2 separate regions of the Callithrix jacchus genome follow, and region 2 is linked to region 1. Evidence: chromatin contacts called from public Hi-C data. All regions are on one chromosome and are shown on one strand. Each heading gives the region's core, a stretch centred on a gene start, on an enhancer-like site or on the middle of the called end of the contact. The rest is flanking DNA. Distances are from core to core; before and after follow the strand shown.

The links. A called contact is a pair of places that touch in the nucleus more often than the background predicts.
Region 2: a contact with region 1 is called in a Hi-C map of skeletal muscle, with 4 times the contacts expected there. The contact joins two enhancer-like sites. A contact is called at or near these places in 2 of 3 Hi-C or Micro-C datasets (both in skeletal muscle).

What each region holds. Positions count from the first base shown.
Region 1 is chrX:132,823,939-132,828,170 of calJac240_pri, reverse strand. It overlaps SLC9A6 (solute carrier family 9 member A6), which reads right to left. Exons shown (of 16, transcript XM_035287798.3): 13 at 1,364-1,394. Among named protein-coding and RNA genes, the nearest start is that of SLC9A6, 43 kb to the right of the region's middle. Within about 2 kb of position 2,165, at least 4 of the 16 cell types and tissues checked have an H3K27ac peak or open chromatin away from gene starts, as enhancers often do. A contact at or near this core is called in skeletal muscle, where this site is marked.
Region 2 is chrX:133,006,830-133,011,061 of calJac240_pri, reverse strand. FHL1 (four and a half LIM domains 1) reads right to left here. Exons shown (of 6, transcript XM_078364136.1): 6 at 3,352-4,232. Among named protein-coding and RNA genes, the nearest start is that of MAP7D3, 36 kb to the left of the region's middle. Within about 2 kb of position 2,206, at least 2 of the 16 cell types and tissues checked have an H3K27ac peak or open chromatin away from gene starts, as enhancers often do. A contact at or near this core is called in skeletal muscle, where this site is marked.

The sequences.
Region 1 (4,232 bases), core at 916-3,415:
TAGAGACAGGGTTTTGCCATGTTGGCCAGGCTGGTCTCAAACTCCTGACCTCAGGTGATCCACCCACCTCGGCCTCCCTATGTGCTGGGATTACAGGTGTGAGCCACCACGCCCGGCCCAGCCATAGGGTTTTGAAGGTAAGGAGAAAAATTGGTCCTTTGTTCTGTATGTGATGACTGATACTCACCTACCTGGCTCTCTCCCTGTCACTCCATTTCCATTTGTCCTCTGTGGTTACAGAGGTGACACAGCTGGTGGAGACTTACACAGAGAGTGATCAAGCATTTGTCTTTTGAGCTGCATGATTAACTTTATTCTTATTTTGACACAGGGAGGAAGCACTGAGGACTTATTACCCCTTGGACACTATCCCAGGAACTTGGCATCATGGGAATTTATCCAGCTTGGTTTGTACAAGTATGTCAAGCCCATGGAATTCTACTTTAAGGGTCTGACCACAAGAGGCAAGTACTTACTATATCTCATATATACATTCCCACTCATTACTCAACAGCTAACAAAATTCACATTTAGGAAATAAATCTGAGAAATGGTTTTTTTAACCTCACCCTGAAGACAAATACACTGGGGTTTGTTTCAGACAAGAAGAAGAATTGTGTTTTGAAAGAGACGCTTTCCATGTTCAAAAACCTAACGTCTGTGATTTCTTATCTAACGTCTGAAACGGAGTCATGTATTCAGTGGTGCTCAGAAACCATTGAAAAGCAGATGGAAAATACCAGACAAGGGTAGTCAGTCTAGAGAGGGCAGCCAGTTACAAAGCATTCAGCCCAACAGGCTCAAGTTCATAGCAACAACTGAGAAACTGACACAACGGAAGGAAGGAAGCAAGGAAACATGGCCAAGGCTGAGGGACAAAGTAAGAAAGTGCGCTCCCCTGAACAGGCAGGGAAGGCTGCTTGAACAGTCAAAAGCTTCTAGGCAGTTCTCAAGGGCAGCTGCTGGTCATCCAATTTGAAAGTTACACAGGAAGAGCAGCTGGAGTGAGGCTTACATCAGAGACAAGCCTTCATGCACAAACCGAAGTGGAAAAAGCCTCCCTGTGCCAGAGGAGTCACTTGAAAACCCAGGAGTGCTTAAGAGACTGCTCTCCTCTGGAGCAAAATCCCAGGCAGGATGGCCCGGAGACATGAAAGCTGTCACCCTTGATAACCACACACTGTGGCTAACTTGGCTTTGTCTCTGTGGAGCAGTGAGAAAAGCCAGGAATGATGTCAGTTAAAAGCCGAGGCAAAGAGGACAGGATCTAAATAGTGGCATGAAGTCTACAGTAGATTGGTTCTTTTCCCAAATCACTGCACATTTGACAGAAATGCCAGGAACAACACAAACGCATATTTACCAAGTGTTCTTGGTCTGAATCAACACCAACCCTAAAGGAGAAACACAAAGAGCAAATGAGATTTGGAAGCCAAAAAAAGGTCTATTCACACATGCACATTGTCAGGCAACTACTTTCCTCAACACAGAAGCTACGGAATGGTTAATGTTTTCTTGCTTCTCTATGGCTGTTGATGCAGATTTTTGGTTCCTGCCACTTTCCTTAGCAACGGCTTGGATTCTAAGGCAAGCAGGGTGTACCAATGATTCTCTTCCTGCAATCCTACTTACCAGGAAAAAAACAGGATTTTCTTCTCTGAATATAGGTCCACTTGAAGCAGAATCAGGGAGAGCAGCACCGCCCCGGATGCTAAATAAGAACTACTGGGGTAGCTCCAAAAACAAGGCTGGCACAGTGCAATTCTGCGAGGGAGTTGCATGTTTTTGGACCTCGCAGCTCTCCTGGCAATATTCTGTTACTATGACTGAAGAGAGGGTCCAATTACAGGTTTTTCATAGGCTAATGGACAGACATCAGCCTTGCTTCTTCACGATTCTTTCCTTATCTGCTTCAAATTCCTGCTTTCTGTATCCCAGGGAACAGCTTCATTACAAAGTTCTCTGGCTCCTCTCTATTCCCTAAACATGAGCACCCACCAGTTCTGTTCATGCTTCCTCTAAATGGTCTCTCAGGTTTTCTCTTTCCTTTCCATCCCAACTGCTCAAGCACAGTCCTCATCCTGAGGCTCACAGGGTCTGTTATGGAAGCTTTTCCAGCTGCCAGCCTCTCCCTGAGAGCCAGCTGTCGCCAGCATAGAACTCGCTGTGTTACTCCCTTGACAAAGGACTCTGAGAGTGGCTTACCACCCTGGCCAAGTCTGAAGTCCTTTGTGGGGCATTCAAGACTCTCTACAAACCAGCATACCCGCCCCACTCCAGCCTACATCTTTCCATCCTCATTCCCATCCTTCTCTTCTACATGCCCCATTCTAGCCATACCTGCCTACTCTTCTCCCCAAATCCATCCGCTTCTGAGCCTCCCATGCCTTTGCTCATGCTGTTCTGTCCATCTGCAATGTACTTTCCCTCATTTCTTCTAGTCGTTTTCCCAAGTTCCAAAGTAACCACCGTATGACCCCTTCAAGCAGAATCATTTTTTCCTCTGTGCATATGCAGTACTTTCTACAGTCCTTTATTACAATACTTAGCACAGTAGAGTATAGTTATTTACCTGTCAGTCTCCCCAAAAAGACTGTGAGCTCCTTGAGGGTAAAGGCCATGTCTCAATTCATCTCTGTATCCCCAGAGTCTAGCACAGTACCTGACACACAATAGGTGCTCAAATGTTTATCAATTAAATTAACTACTACAGACAACACAGAAAAAATAGCAGCATGAGAAGCTGTAGCAGTAGCATCCCAGAACACGAATAACACTGAAGGGAGAAAACGATGCAAGGCTGCATCTGGAAAGCAAAGCATCATGGTCAAGGACTTGAAAACAGACTGTCATGACCAGATTCTTAATTCAAAGACTGGCTCATTTTTCCTTTGTTAAAATGGCCAGGAGCTGTTTAACATCTTCTCAGTCGCATTAAACTCTAACCACATTTATGCATCTTGAGTGCCATCTAGTGGACTTGAAGATAGCACACTTGAAATACTCCGTCATTATCAGAAGCTAAGTCAATGTAATAAACATTTATAGAGCGCTTATTATTTGCCAGGCACTGTACTAGGCACAGGGCATAGAAATGAATTAAACACGGCCCCTGCCCTCAAGGAACTCATAGACTAGTGGGGGAAACAGACACAACTAGGGCATGATCCCTAAGGGCTTCTCTCAGGGAGCTCTGGGTTCAAATGCGTCCTTGGCTGTTTTCTAGCTGTGTGAACTGCCAAGGGATGCAGTCCTGTAAACCATCATTTTATCACCTGGAGAATGGAGCTAATATCCACCACACAGAGTTGCTGCAAGGATTCAATGAGACAATGTATGAAAAGGTTTTAAAAGAGCACCTGAAACACCATTAACATTAAAGAGCATCTGAAACATCATTAACACTAAGTGGTAGCTCTTATAACAACATTATTACAAGACTGAATAAAACAAGTGCTATAATGGAGAGGCCCAATGTTGCACCAACAGAAGAGTGGTTCTGAGGGAAAAGAATGGGGGAAAAGGAGGTGGCACTTAGCTGTGTCATTTACTGAAAGAACATTCCAGGCAGAGGGAACCGTATGAGCAAAGGCTCAGAGACACAGAAGTGCAAAGCATGTAGAGTAAATGATAGAGCCAAATGTGACTGTCACAAACTACGTGAAAGGACATGGGAATAGCTGGCTGTTTCTAATTTGCTGAGGGTCCACTGTCCATAAGACAGCTGAAAGTGAGCCTTTTACACTGTAAATGACTTCATGTCACTCCCTTGCTTTAAAATCTTCCAGGATTTCCAGTTGCATTTTAAAATCCAAATTCCTTACCATGCTCCACAAGACTATTGCGGGTCCACAAACTACAGCCTACGGGCCACATCAGTACCTCTTCAATTTTTGTAAATCAAGTTTTACGGGGATACAACCACGCCAATTGATTTACATATTGTCAAGGGCCGTTTTCACACTAGAGTTGAGTAGCTAAGACAGACCGTATGACCTCCAAAGCCTGATATATTTACTCTCTGGCCCTTTACAGTAAAAGTTTGCAGACCCCTGCTTCCATAGGATCTGGCCAACCTCATTTCCTACCTACCCTTCAGTCACGACACTCTAGCCACTAGAGATTTTTCCTGTTCATTAAACGGGCCAAGTTTGCCCCCGCCTCAGGACTTTTGTACTTTTCCCTCTGCCTAGACTGCTCCCCTTCCTGATGACTGTTTAACTGGCAACATC
Region 2 (4,232 bases), core at 957-3,456, 180 kb before region 1:
CTCTCCCTGGAGGGACAGACCCCTGGCCTCTAGCAGCAGATTCTGCAGATCAGTGCATTTTCTGCTCCTGTGTCATTGTGGACACTGCCTGTGGAATGAAGCTTTTAACAGCTCCAGTCCCTAAAAAGCACAAGAATGCAGTGTGAAATACCATAAAGAGTGCCAGACAGCCCCCTGAAGACCTGAATCCAGCCGAGAGGGCTGCTAGCTCCCATGTGACTTTGTGTGTGTTGTTGCTCCTCTCTGATCCCTGTTCCTTATCTGTCAAATGAGGGAGCTCTGCTACAATCTCTGCAGCCTTTTCAGTTCGGAGATTCCACTGTTCTCGAATACCTCTAATAGCAGTTAGGGCCAAGGAGCCAGGGCATAGAAGCAGGCTGTGCATGACATTTTATCATGTCAGGGGGCAATTCCCTGTCATTTTCAGTGACCCCACCCCCCTCAGTGCCTGGCCGGCCTGGTTGGTTGAAACAGGCTCCAAAACAGCCACCAGTCCAGTTACAGTGTTTCCAGATGGGTTTTAGGCACCCAAATAATTTGAATTTCCCCAACTGTGTTGTAATTGTTGTAGTTAGATTTACATGTGCAATATGCCAGGTACTTGGTAGGCATTTTGTTTTATTTTATTTTATTTATTTTTTGAGATAGTCTTGCTCTGTCGCCCAGGCTGGAGTGCAATGGCATGATCTCAGCTCACTGCAACCTCCACCTCCTGGGTTCAAGCAATTCTCCTGCCTCAGCCTCCTGAGTAGCTGGGATTACAGAGGCACACACCAGCACACTTGACTAATTGTATTTTTAGTAGAGACAGGGTTTCACTATGTTGGCCAGGCTGGTTCGAACTCCTGATTTCAAGCGATCTTACTGCCTCAGCCTCCCAAGGTGCTGGGATTACAAGCCTGAGCCACCGGGCCCTGCCAGGCATTTTCAATGCTCACAACAACCCTATGAGGTGTGGGTATTCATTTATGCCTATGAGGACACCAAGATGTGTGGCAAGCAGCATTTGTTCCAGGTCACACAACTGGAAAGAGGCAGAGCTGGTGTTCAAACCCAAGTTTGTCCCTCAGGCCAACACCCCACACTGCTTTGGGAGTGGGCATAGTGTCTTGAGGCTTGCAGGGTGGGTCACAGACACTAAAGCAGTGTTTTCAGTGCTGGGGACAAAATCTTTGCTAGCACTGAGTGCTTTTACTGGGTGCTAGTCCCCTCACTAAACACTTGCATTATATCCCCTACATGGAATTCTACAAAGTAGAAATTTTAGGTCTCACAGATGAAGGATCAAGCTCAGAGAGGTTAAGTAACTTGCCCAAGGTCTTATGACCAGAAAGTGGCTGAGAAGCCAGGATTTGAGCCCTGGTAGCCTGGTGCCAGAACCCACCCCATTAACCACAAGCAGAGAGGTTCTTGACATTCTGATCCCATTCATTATGTGGGAGAAAATGTTTCTCTGCTGACAAATTGTTAAGTGGAAATTTACCCTCATTTCTCCTGAGCCTTATGGGTGTCACTCTTAAAATCATGTATTCAACAAAGTGCCTTCTAAGTACTGAGCCCTGTGCATGCTGGTTTTATTGTGATGTGTATATTTGTATGACAATTTAGTGTCATGAGTGATATGCTAGAGGTGTGCCCAGGGTATGGCTTGTCACTTACTAGCTGTGGGACTTTGGGCAAGCTTCTTAACCTCTCTGTTTTTTCATCTGGGAAATGGGAGCAATGGTGTGTGTCGGCCGTGAGGGTTAGCTCTCGTGTGTAGGTGCTTCACAAGATGCAGAACTGTGAAGGGCAGGCATCACAAAGCAAGCAATAGCTAGAAGCAGACTCCAGATAGGCCTCAGTCTCCCGGGTGAGGGTGGTGGAGGTGGTCTTGGGACTTTGGGCCAAGTGGCAGAGTGGTGGGACTGGGAATTTTAGACCAGCATGGCTTTTCCTCCGCGGAGCTCAAGCCATCCACCCAGGTTTTGCAGGCCAAGCAGGCTAGAAGGGCAAAGGGATAGCAGGAGTAAGGGAAACGAATGCAGTGCAGAGAATAGAATCTAGGGCAGATGGGGAGGGGCATCAGGGTGGGAAGGGGCTGAGAAGGAGGGTGCACCGAGGACTGCAGGGCAAGGAACTGGCACAGTAAGGAAGAGTCTGGAATGGGAAACAACATGTGGGTAGGATCCAGAGCGAGCTGGGGCCAAAGCCCTTAGTGAAGGAAGTGGGGCCCCTCTCTCCATCCCAGGCCTCTCTCCTCTCCCCTCTCCCCTCTCCCCACGGGGCTCCTTTCCTTGCTGTAGCCTCAGGAACTCAGCCAGAGGGGGCAACCACTCTCCATCCCCCAACCCAGACTCATTTTCCTGGGGCCCCAGATGACTAGATAGACTTCATTGGTTTCGAGGTTTTCACAGCTAATTTCTGTAAGGAAACACACACAAGGGGATGTGCCACATTCCTGAAAGCGCTCATGGTTTCTTGCTGACAGGTTCAGTGCCCTTCTCAGAAGGCAAATGTTAGCACCAAAGGGCGTCTGCCCTTTGCTTGTATTACCCTCAGCGTGGGGCCCAGTTAAGACTAACACCCTCTCCTCCCACCCAGTTCTGCCTGGAGTTTGACAAGGGGCCATTAAGGTCTGAAGCCCCTTCCACTGGGAGGAGAGTGCAGCAGGCACCTGTCGCATGGGGCCTCCTGTGCTGTGCCGTAAGGGCCACATGGGTGGGCACAGTTTAGATGACCCAAGAACGCAAGCCTCAGAGGTGAATGAAAGACACTGGTGTGTGGTACTAGGCTAGCGGCAACTGCGGAGCCTCAATGCCAGGCCAACCCCTGCCTCTGCCCACAGCATCCCTGCATGTTCCCCCTAACTGAAGTGCATGGGCCCAAAGGGGCAGCCTCCTCAGTGAGCCATGCCCACAAGAAGCAGCAAAGATCTCATTCAGCTGTCAAGTGGAGGGAGCCGTGGTTGAGATGGTCACGCTCAACCTGGACCCTGGGCTCCAGAGGGCACAAAGGCAAAGGCACAGCAAGGAGGCACCCAAAAGACAGGGACTGAGATGGTTTCTCAGCAACACGCTTCACTGGGGGACTCAGGGATTCCCGCCCTAATCCCCTGGACAAATGAAACCAAGTCATCCTTTTTCAGTGAAAATCTGGGAAATACCATTTCAGGTCAGAATGGTTTCTGTTTTTTTTTTTAAAAAACTCAATTAAATGTGGTATTTACAGGTTTGTTTATAATTCTTATGTTCTGTACAACTGCACTGAACTGAGTGTATCCTGGAAGGAAAAGAAGTCATTTGGGTTTCTGGGTCAGGAGTATCACCTTAGAGTGATTCCACCCAGCAGAAAGAAAAGACAGGAGGCAGGTTATTCATATGCTGCTTTATTTCTGTAAGGATACACTGAAACGTTAGATGATAATAGCTAATGACAGAATGTAGAAATGAGGCATCAGCTTCTCTAACCACTCCTACAAGAATGTTAGTATGTATTGTCATTACATGTTTACTTTTGATACTGTCTCATTATACTATGTCATATAATAATGTAGAATACAGTTAATCAGGTGATCCTGCATTTCAGGTAAAGCGGTAGATAGAAATCCAGATTTCCTCTTGAGGATAAGTCCTAGGAATCACAAGAGAAGGGACTTTACAGTCCTCATTAACACAGGGACACAGAGCAGACAACTACTACGTTACAAGGAATTCAACTCATCACTGTTGGGAAATGTCATATCCATGTTGATGACAGCCCTGGCGCCTGCTCAACTCCCCCTCTAGAGTTTGGCGGTTACTTTTGTAGGATGAATTTCAACACTGCAGGAACATCTGAGGGGGGCTAAAATATTTTCATGCAAAGTTTCCAAACCCATAAACTATTTTACTATCAATTAAAAACAAAAAAATTTTAATTAAAAGCAATAAAAAGGACAGCAGGGTTAGTTTTGTTAAGCTTCCAGAAGTATCTGTGGTGACGATGTTGCTCTGAAACAGGCTCGTTTTCTCAGGTCTGCCTACACTTCCCAAATCACCTGCATGTTCCATGCTTTAAAGTAGGAACACTCAGAAACATGCCACACAGGGAAACCAAACGTTAGTACGGGGATAGGTCAGTTTAGAATTACAGCTAAGTTCAAATGTTAATTTTCTGGAAATTCATGTTAGTCATTTGAAAGCACAAAATAACAAAAGGAAGGGCAGAGTTCTGATGAGGAAGTTAAACCATGCATGTCAGTAAGTTCTTTT